Linked DNA regions of Pan troglodytes: region 1 is linked to region 2. Evidence: chromatin contacts called from public Hi-C data. All regions are on one chromosome and are shown on one strand. The core of a region is the stretch at or near the end of the contact, and the rest is flanking DNA. Distances in the headings are between cores, read along the strand shown. Region 1 overlaps PRKAR2B (protein kinase cAMP-dependent type II regulatory subunit beta). Region 2 has its middle 81 kb from the start of PIK3CG.

The links. Hi-C and Micro-C count contacts between places; a contact is called where the count stands out from the background.
Region 1: a contact with region 2 is called in a Hi-C map of induced pluripotent stem cells, with 4 times the contacts expected there. The contact joins two enhancer-like sites. A contact is called at or near these places in 3 of 7 Hi-C or Micro-C datasets (induced pluripotent stem cells and stem cell-derived neural progenitor cells) and 1 of 1 other capture datasets (stem cell-derived neural stem cells).

The regions. Positions count from the first base shown.
Region 1 is chr6:122,521,949-122,526,561 of NHGRI_mPanTro3-v2.0_pri, forward strand. It overlaps PRKAR2B (protein kinase cAMP-dependent type II regulatory subunit beta), which reads left to right. Exons shown (of 11, transcript XM_001148361.6): 6 at 1,021-1,174. Among named protein-coding and RNA genes, the nearest start is that of HBP1, 24 kb to the right of the region's middle. Within about 2 kb of position 2,398, at least 2 of the 24 cell types and tissues checked have an H3K27ac peak or open chromatin away from gene starts, as enhancers often do. A contact at or near this core is called in induced pluripotent stem cells, where this site is marked.
Region 2 is chr6:122,319,627-122,324,359 of NHGRI_mPanTro3-v2.0_pri, forward strand. No RefSeq gene overlaps it. Among named protein-coding and RNA genes, the nearest start is that of PIK3CG, 81 kb to the left of the region's middle. Within about 2 kb of position 3,030, at least 1 of the 24 cell types and tissues checked has an H3K27ac peak or open chromatin away from gene starts, as enhancers often do. A contact at or near this core is called in induced pluripotent stem cells, where this site is marked.

The DNA of each region.
Region 1 (4,613 bases), core at 1,148-3,647, 200 kb after region 2:
ACTTTATTTACAAAAGCAGATAGCCAGTTTGTGGGCTATAGTTTGCCAATGTCTGCTATAGATTATAAAGGACCCTAGTAAGTTTTGTAGAGTAGTGGCTAACCAAATTGCTATAGCTAGATTCTTTTTAAAAAGTTATTTTCTTCTGATCACAAAAGTAATAATATGTTCATGTTACAAACAGAAACTCTTAAATTAGATAGCGAATATGCCTAGAATCCCTCACTATTCTTATGCTCTTAGATAACTACAGTCAGTGATTTGATAAATGTTTCTTCAGATGATTTTCTTTCTTTTTTTAAGGTTAATTTTTTATAGAGATGGGATCTTGCTATGTTGCCCAGGCTGGTCTTGAACTCCTAGGCTCAAGTGATCCTCTTACCTTGGACTTCCAAATTGCTGGAATTACAGGTGTAAGTAAGCCACCACACCCAGCCTCTTCAGATGATTTTTTTTTTTTTTTTTTTTTGAGTTGGAGTTTTGCTCTTGTCACCCAGGCTGGAGTGCAGTGGCACAATCTCGGCTCACTGCAACCTCCATCTCCCAGGTTCAAGTGATTCTCCTGCCTCAGCCTCCCGAGTAGCTGAGATTATGGGATCCCGCCATCACACCTGGCTAATATTTTGTATTTTTAATAGAGACAGGGTTTCACCATGTTGGCCAGGCTGGTCTCAAACTCCTAACCTCAGGTGATCCACCCGCCTCAGCCTCCCAAAGTGCTGTGATTACAGGTGTGAGACCCGGCCTCTCCAGATGGTTTTTTATGCATATACTATTTGGTTGTAGTCTTTAGTTATAGTTTTATCATTCCTTATTCCAAATTTTTATTGTTTAGTCCCATTTTTCCCAGCAGGCACATGGTCTGGAACAGATGGCACAGATTGATTCCCCTTTATTGTCATCGGAGGGGATAACAGGCTGGAAATAAGATTTTTATTTCACAGGGCTCTTTTCTGAAATAATGTTTTATTTTAATGAGATTTTATTTGAATTAACCTCCAATCTACATATGTCCAACAGAGGCACATTTGATATTTATGTGAAATGTGATGGTGTTGGAAGATGTGTTGGTAACTATGATAATCGTGGGAGTTTCGGCGAACTGGCCTTAATGTACAATACACCCAGAGCAGCTACAATCACTGCTACCTCTCCTGGTGCTCTGTGGGGTTTGGTGAGTAAAATACTTATTTGACCTGAATGTTATGATTTGTAGCAATTGCTATGACAGTGTTACAAATTGCCGCATGTAGTATTTTAATTTAAAGATCATCAGTCATCAGGTAATTTATTAAGCAGCCACTGAATGCTGAACTGTAGGGCACTAAGACTGCACTAAGTCAGATCCTGATGTCATTGCCCCCACTCCTCCAGTCCAGTCAGGAGCTTGGGACCTGGTGGCCCAGGAAAGACACTCAGATTCAGAATGCTCCTGTCTTACCCACTCTTAGAAAATAACCAGCCATACAAACACAGCCTTAAGTACTTTTTCTCAGATAGCTTTCTGAGGTAAGTATTATAATCTGATAAAGTGGTGGCTCCCAGAGTGTGGTCCCCTGAACACTGGCAGCTGTATCACTTGGGAACTTTTTAGAAATGCCCATTCTGGGGCCCCACCCACTGATTCTGACCTACTGCATCAGAAATTCGGAGTTTGAGAAACCAGTATAAAAGGATGCTCTTGGTGCTATAAATTGATTGGTAACTACTCTGCATTTAAAAGCAGTTGTGTAGGGAAAAAATGCTTGGTGGCTGTGCTCATGTGCCCCACATCAGAATTACCTGGAGTATTTTTTTAAAATCCTCTTACCTAGCCAGGCGCGGTGGCTCAAGCCTGTAATCCCAGCACTTTGGGAGGGCGAGGCGGGCGGATCACGAGGTCAGGAGATCGAGACCACGGTGAAACCCCGTCTCTACTAAAAATACAAAAAATTAGCTGGGCACGGTCGTGGGTGCCTGTAGTCCCAGCTACTCAGGAGGCTGAGGCAGGAGAATGGCATGAACCCGGGAGGCGGAGCTTGCAGTGAAGCTGAGATTGCGCCACTGCACTCCAGCCTGGGCGACAGAGCGAGACTCTGTCTCAAAAAAAATCCTCTTACCTAGACCTCACCACGGGCAAATTGATCAGAATCTTCAGCACTGGGACCTGAGCATTAGTACTTTTAAATACATTTCTTAATGTGGTATTCCCGCAAGACTTAAAAGCTGGTTTAAAGATATATTCGGGCAATATTTTCACATATGATGGGATGCAAATTATTAGGCCCTACTAAAGCTCCTTCTGGAGGATTGTATTTAAGGTAGTGATTCTCAAACTTTAATATGCTTACAAATCACCTGGGAATCCAGTTAAAATGCAGATTCTGATTCAGTGGTTCTGGGGTGAGGCCCATGATTTTTGCATTTCTCATCAGCTCCCAGGAGATGGCAGTACTGCCTGATGTCAGGCCAAACTTTAAACAGCATCGATTTAGGGAAATGTTTACAGTATATGTATTTTCTTTTAAAATTGTTGAAAATAGCCCACCCACTAGTTTTGACATGCATTTATTGGGTTATTTCTCTCAAATCCTTTTGTGGAAAGAGAAGAGGTTGAAGTAAATATGAAGTCTGTTAACAGTCTCATTTCCAAGGACTACTGTATATAGCATTATGGAAGTCACACATTATTTAGTCACAGTTCAGCATTTGACTCTGAAGTCAATTCAGCTGATAAAAAATATCTCTTGATCAAAGAGACAAGACATTTTACATTTCTTTTAATTGGAACCAGTTATTATATACTTATTTAAAAATGTGATGAGTCACTTTTTTAAGGTTTAGAGGAAAAGCTGAATTGTCTCAGGGAAAAGGAAAGAACTGTCAGTGATTTGAATACCCAAAGCCAGCAAAGAAAAAACTTCAAACCAGGACAGTCCTTCACCCACAGAAGTCTTTGTCTGCCTGTCATTAAAGTGGTGGGATAAATCTAGCATCTGCCATGACCTGTTTTATTCAGGAAGGTTTACTTTTCAAATGTAGTCATTCCAATGGGGTTGCCATTCAGATTCAGATTGTCAGATTGTCACACAGTGAGGAAACTGCCTCCTTGCACATCTTCAGAATAAGATCAACTGTTTTATAGGTTGGCCTCTTTGAATACTGATAGTTTTTAGCTCTTGTAGAAACTTTAATGGGGTATAAAAGACCCAGAATTTCCTAGTGCACGTACTACTTAAGTTCCTAAGATAGGATTAAGCATTTTCAGAGCTTTTTAGTAGTCTATACATGTTATTAAATTTTATAAAAATGGGCAGTTTGTGATAATCCTCCTGACATATAATAGCTTTCTAAAAAAGTTAGAATAATTAACATAATTACTTAGTATTTCAAGCCTACTTTTTAAGGGTGACTTGACTAATTATAATAACTCCTTCTCAGGGAGAGTCGAGTAGAAAATAAATTTTTCTTTTAAGGTCAACAGACTGGAGGTCTGCCTTATAAATACAGGTGTGTAAAGATAAGCAAAAAAAGCCCAAGAGAAAAGTCCATTGCAGAATAGTCTCACTCTGTAAATAATATTTGGTCACTATTAGCCTTAGGGCTAACATGATCTACGTGACTATACTGATGATTTGGAAAGGTGATTTTTGAAATGGCTTCAGGATGAAAGTATTTGAAATTCTGGACTTTATATGTCACAGTGGGTGTGAAGAAGTAGGTTACTAATGGAAAATTCTTTCTGAGAGATATAACTGATTATGATTAGTTTCTAAATCATTAAGCTATTTTGAGTCTTCTCTGTTTTGCAATAAACGCTGTCCATACAATGGTGTTATACCTGATTTCCAAACCTGATTACATATCAGAATCACTTTGGGAGCATTTATGAATTATTGAGCCCTACATGCAGAGATCTTGAGTCATTAAGGTCTGGTGTCTCAGAAATCTTTTTTAATACTATAGCTTATTCTGATGCAGAGCCAGGCTTGGAAATAATTTCAATATTTGTGCTAATTATCTTGTAAAATTTTCTTTTAAAAAAAGTATTAGGAGTAAAACAAGTCCAAATTACAGCCAATACCAAATTGGGAAACAAGATGTTTAATTTCCTAGTGTCTTAGTCCTTTTGGGCTGCTATGACAGACGGTTATAGAATGGGTGACTTAAGCAACATACATTTATTTCTCATGGTCTGGACACTGAGAAGTCCAAGATCAAGGCACCAGAAGATTCGGTGTCTGGTGAGGGCTTGTTTTCCTGTTTAACAGACAGCGTCTTCTACTTGTGTTCTCACATGGTGGAAGGGGCAAGGGAGCTCATTGTGATCTCTTTTATAAGGACATTAATCCCATTCATGAGGGCTCCAGCCTCATGACCTAACCATCTTCCAAAGGTTCCACCACCTAATACTATCCTGGGTGATTAGGATTTCAACAGAGGGATTTTAGAGTGATAGAAACATTCAGTTGCAGTCCATCACACCTAGAGACTTTCATCTATACTGGCATTTTTCTCCATTGCACTAGTTCATTTAAATTCAGCCTTATTATGTTGGCATAAGAAAGAATGAATAAGACCTAGTATTTGGTAGCACAATAGGGTGACCATAGTCAATAATAAAATTGTATATT
Region 2 (4,733 bases), core at 1,780-4,279:
TCTTTAACGCTGACCTCCTCCCCTGGCTTGTTCCCAGTTCCCACGGAACATTCTCTTCCTTCATAGACCCCATTCCCTTAAGGAAGGTCTACTGTGATTCCCACTTCCACAAGATGGCCCCAGATCCTGGGCTGTGGTAGCACCACCTTCTTTCCCTCCAGTCCTAGAGGAAGCAGCAGCTCCCTGGTACAGCTGAACTCTGAGCTGCCTCACCGCCTCTGTTTGACTTCTTATCCCTTCCATCACTTACATACCCTATTCTCTGCATTACATTTCCTCTTCTTGAAATACCTGAAGTGCTGTGTGTTTTCGGGTTAAACTGACAAAGATGCACCACTCCCTCTTCCCACAGTGACAAAAAACTTACACAATAAAAGCATACTTTAATACCTCGAGGCTTCTGTTCAAGTCGTTCTCTCAGCTGGGAATATTATTTTTTCCTTTGTCTTTCTGTCAAAACCTTATTTGTTTCTATCTTCTCCAGGAATCTTTCTCTAATTCCCATACATATTCACCCCTAGTCTGCATTCCAACCACTTCTAGGGAGCAAATGGACTACCCCAATGCACTTTGTGTCAAGTGTTGAATAAAATACTCCAAGGACAAGCAACATCTTAAGCCAATCAACTAACATCCCGTTGGCCATACGGGATATCATTTTTTTTCTATTTTGAAAAGCTGACAATAGTCACCTTATCATAAAGCCTTCCCAGACCACCCTGTATCAAGTTTCCCTCCTTCCCCCAACTCCCACTTCACCTCTATCTCTTTCCATCCACATATCCAGCTTTCACATCAAGCATTATAGAAGACAGTAATCAAATCAACGTCCTGGGGTTTACTACAATGTAAGAGCCATATGAGCAGGAATTTGGTCTGTTTGGTTCTCTCTCCTATTCTGAGCAGCTGGAATATTGCCTACATATTGACAGAATAAATGAATGATTGACAACACACTGTGCTTTGGGTCACGGAAGGTGGAGAGCGAGACTGAAATGATAGGTAAGAAGATACCAGTTCCAGCCTCATCATACTTTCTCTCCTCTATCTTACCAAACTCCAACTAGCCTTTCTCAGATTCTTGGACCCACTAAGATCTTGCCCAACCCAAGCTCCTTTTCATCTTTAAAGCCCAGTTTAAATATTTCCCATTTTTTTCTTTCCCCTGTCTGTTTCCCAAATAATGTCCATCAAAATTTGTAGTCATTATTTTATTCTCTCATTAGAATATTCATTTCACTAGGTTTAGGACCAGGTATCCCTATACCTATACCTGACACATAATAAGTGTTTTATTTATTGATTTATTTATTGAGACAGGGCCCTACTCTGTCACCCAGGCTGGAGTGCAGTGGCACAATCCAGGCTCACTGCACCCTCCATCTCCTGGGCTCAAGCAATCTTCCCACCTCAGCCTCCTGGGTGTCTGGGACTACAGGCATGCACTACCCCACCAGACTAATTTTTGTATTTTTTCTAGAGTCAGGGTTTTACCCTGTTGTCCAGGCTGGTCTTGAACTCCTAAGCTCAAGTGATCCACCCGCCTCAGCCTCCCAAAGTGCTGGGATTACAGACGTGAGCCATCATGCCTGGCCTACGTGCTCAAAAAAAAAAAAAAAAAGCTTGAAGGAGTGTTGATGAATGGACCAAGGACAAATTTTGCCTCACAGTTTTGATTAAGATCTACTGGGTTGCCCACCATTTAATTTCTGGAGTCAAACCAGGAAACAACATTTTCTAGTAGAAATACTCAAAGCCTTCCACTTGGCCACAGTTGTATTAGGACTAGAAAGTTTCCCTACCTCTACCCTATTTGCACAAATGAGACCCTACTCATCAAATGCCACTGCATAGAAATAGTTCTATGCTACAGCCAGTTCTATCAATCAATGGCTGAATAGTTGAAATAATGGGGAAAGCATTCTTTGAGGATTTTTAGAAGACGCTCTTGAGCAAAATCTTTCACATGATCTGTATTTTGTGGTGATATTAAAGACCTTCAGGAATTTCAGCTAACTAGTTTCTTATTTTATTTTGGGGACTTGGCATTAGCAGCAATTCAACTCTCAGTCTTTCACAAACCTAAAGATTTAGCTCCCCGAGGGCCTATTCTCCACCATGAGGTATTAGGACAAATGAGAAAAATACTGAATTCCTTGCAGCCTTAGTCTCATATGCTGAATCTTTTTTCATTCTCATACTTATTGTGCCTTTTTAAAATAAAATTATAAGTTAAGATTCCTACCTTTACTAATTCCATCTATTACCAATATAAGCTTCCCCAGAGCTAAATGGCACCATCCTACTCTCTCCTGTTACATGGGCCATGTAACAGTACATTTGCACATACCTGGCACATATTTGATGCTTTAATGAAAGAGGTACTGTAGGGCCGGGTGCAGTGGCTCACGCCTGTAATCCCAGCACTTTGGGAGGCCAAGGCAGGTGGATCACCTGAGGTCAGGAGTTCCAGACCAGCCTGGCCAACCTGGTGAAACCACATCTCTACTAAGAATACAAAAATTAGCTGGGCATGGTGGCAAGGGCCTGTAATCCCAGCTACTCCAGAGGCTGACGCAGGAGAATCACTTGAACCTGGGAGGCAGAAGTTGCAGTGAGCTAAGATCACACCATTGCACTCCAGCTTCGACAACAGAGTGAGAATCCGTCTCAAAAAAAAAAAAAAAAAAGAAAGATAGAAAGAAAGAAAAAAACAGAAAGAGGTACTGTGATTTACCGGTTTTTGTCTTTATGAAGAAAATTGACAAACAATGACATTTTATGATTTTGTAAATAATGCATCCTTTTCTGGGTAATTATTATTGCCAGTACATTATGAAGTCCTTTGTTTTGTTTTATTTTTTAAATGAGTTCACTTTTGCATTTAAGTGCCTCTTAATACCACTTTTTCTCTTCAATTTGGTAATGAATGGCTCCACATTCTTGCTTCAGTTCAGTGAAGGTTCTTTTTTAAAAGCAGGGCCAGCCAGTTTATAGTCATGCATGTCCTGCCTTAGTGTTGAAGTAGATGCGTTTACAGAAACCAACCCCCAGGGGTCAGAATTAACCAACTAGAAGTGGCCTTAGGGGTTTTAGTCATTAGCTCAAGAACCCTCAGCTCTCTTTTTCTGGAGAGTATCCTCTTATCTGTTGTGAGAGAATTGAGATTTTCTCCAAAGAACTTTCTTACATCTCTTTACCTGAAGATATCAGAGTAGGTCTGGATGACAAAAAGAAAAGGCAATGTCAAAAATCATTGTGAGTAGGCTAATGAACCCTTTGTATATTGCACAAAAATGTTCCTGAATTGACAATTTAGATAACTATTTTAAGTCTTTCCTAATCCTTTAGCAAGAAATAATGTTCTTTGCTGGTTTTCCAACTTAGACCAAATAGCTTCTATTTTCACACTGATATAATTCTTCCTCCTTGTCTTGAACCCACTGTATGTATCTTTTTAGAAAAAAGTACATTATGTATATATATATAAATTATAATTCACAAAAACTTTTCAGAAAACTATTTCACAGAAGCACATTTGTATCTGACCTCAGATGTAGAGTATGGCAAAGGCAAAAACTAAGAACTAATGTTTAAAATGTTTACGGTGTTAAAATGTCAGGTTAACACTTAATTCAATACTTTTGGAGGATATTCCTATCAGAGTGGCTTCTTATGTTACAGTCAAAATTACTTTCTTGAGAGAAAACAAATATCCCAAAGTTTCTTGCAGCCCAGTTGTTTTCACTTTTGTCCTGTGGAAAGCCAAAGAAAAGCAAAGGCCACCACTCACGGGTAATGACCAAGCTTGAGCACCAGCATAAACTTAACTGTCATCAGAATTCCAGTAACACCTCCATCATCCTTGAACACAGTTATCATCTATCCCCTTCCCTATTCTGCTCCCAAAATCCAATTTTCCTCCTTCATTCTTATTATCATCTGGATTCCCCATTTGGTGGTAAACAAACTTCTTTATTATTCTCAACCTGTTCAAATAAATTCCCTGCTCTCTACTCTCCTTGCATAGAGGGAAGCTCTGCAGTCCCTGTGACACCACTTTTCTGTAGTCCTCTGGGACTAGGGTAAGAGCTGTTCTGTATTTTCAAGCTCTGTTTGTGTGTATTGCAAGGAAGGTTGCAGAATTCTCCTGTTTCCGCTTCCAAACTATTAATACTTCCTTTAGTCGCTCATTGTCATTCTCATCTCTGACCTCACTACACATTCAACATAAACTCGGCCAATTGGGTCACTTCTTCCACCTGGAGGACTTTAAATCTCCATGCATAAGCCACCTTAGGCTCACAGTACCTTGAGTCTCATGACCACACCTTGAGTTTAATTACTCCCCAGAATTGCTCCATCTTGGAAATCTTAGACTCCATACCACTTCCGCCTCCACCACCACATTCTATTCTTCTAGATCATCACAATACAGCCACCATTCAACCAGACTGCTACCGCCAGTTCTGAATCCCACCCAGGACTGGAGGCAGCAGTTTCCTTTACTCTTTTCCACCCTAGATTCCATGCTTACTTCAATCCCTTGTACTCTACCATCTCCAATTTCTCACTAGGTGGACTCCTTTTCTCCTCCCAGCTCTTCTCTCTCCTGTTTTCGTATTACATACTCTCCCTGAGTGACTTCATCTACTCCCACAGCTTCAGCTGCTACTAATAAGCCGATGCTTTCCAAATTTCCATCTCCAGCCAGATCTTTTTCCTAAATTCTG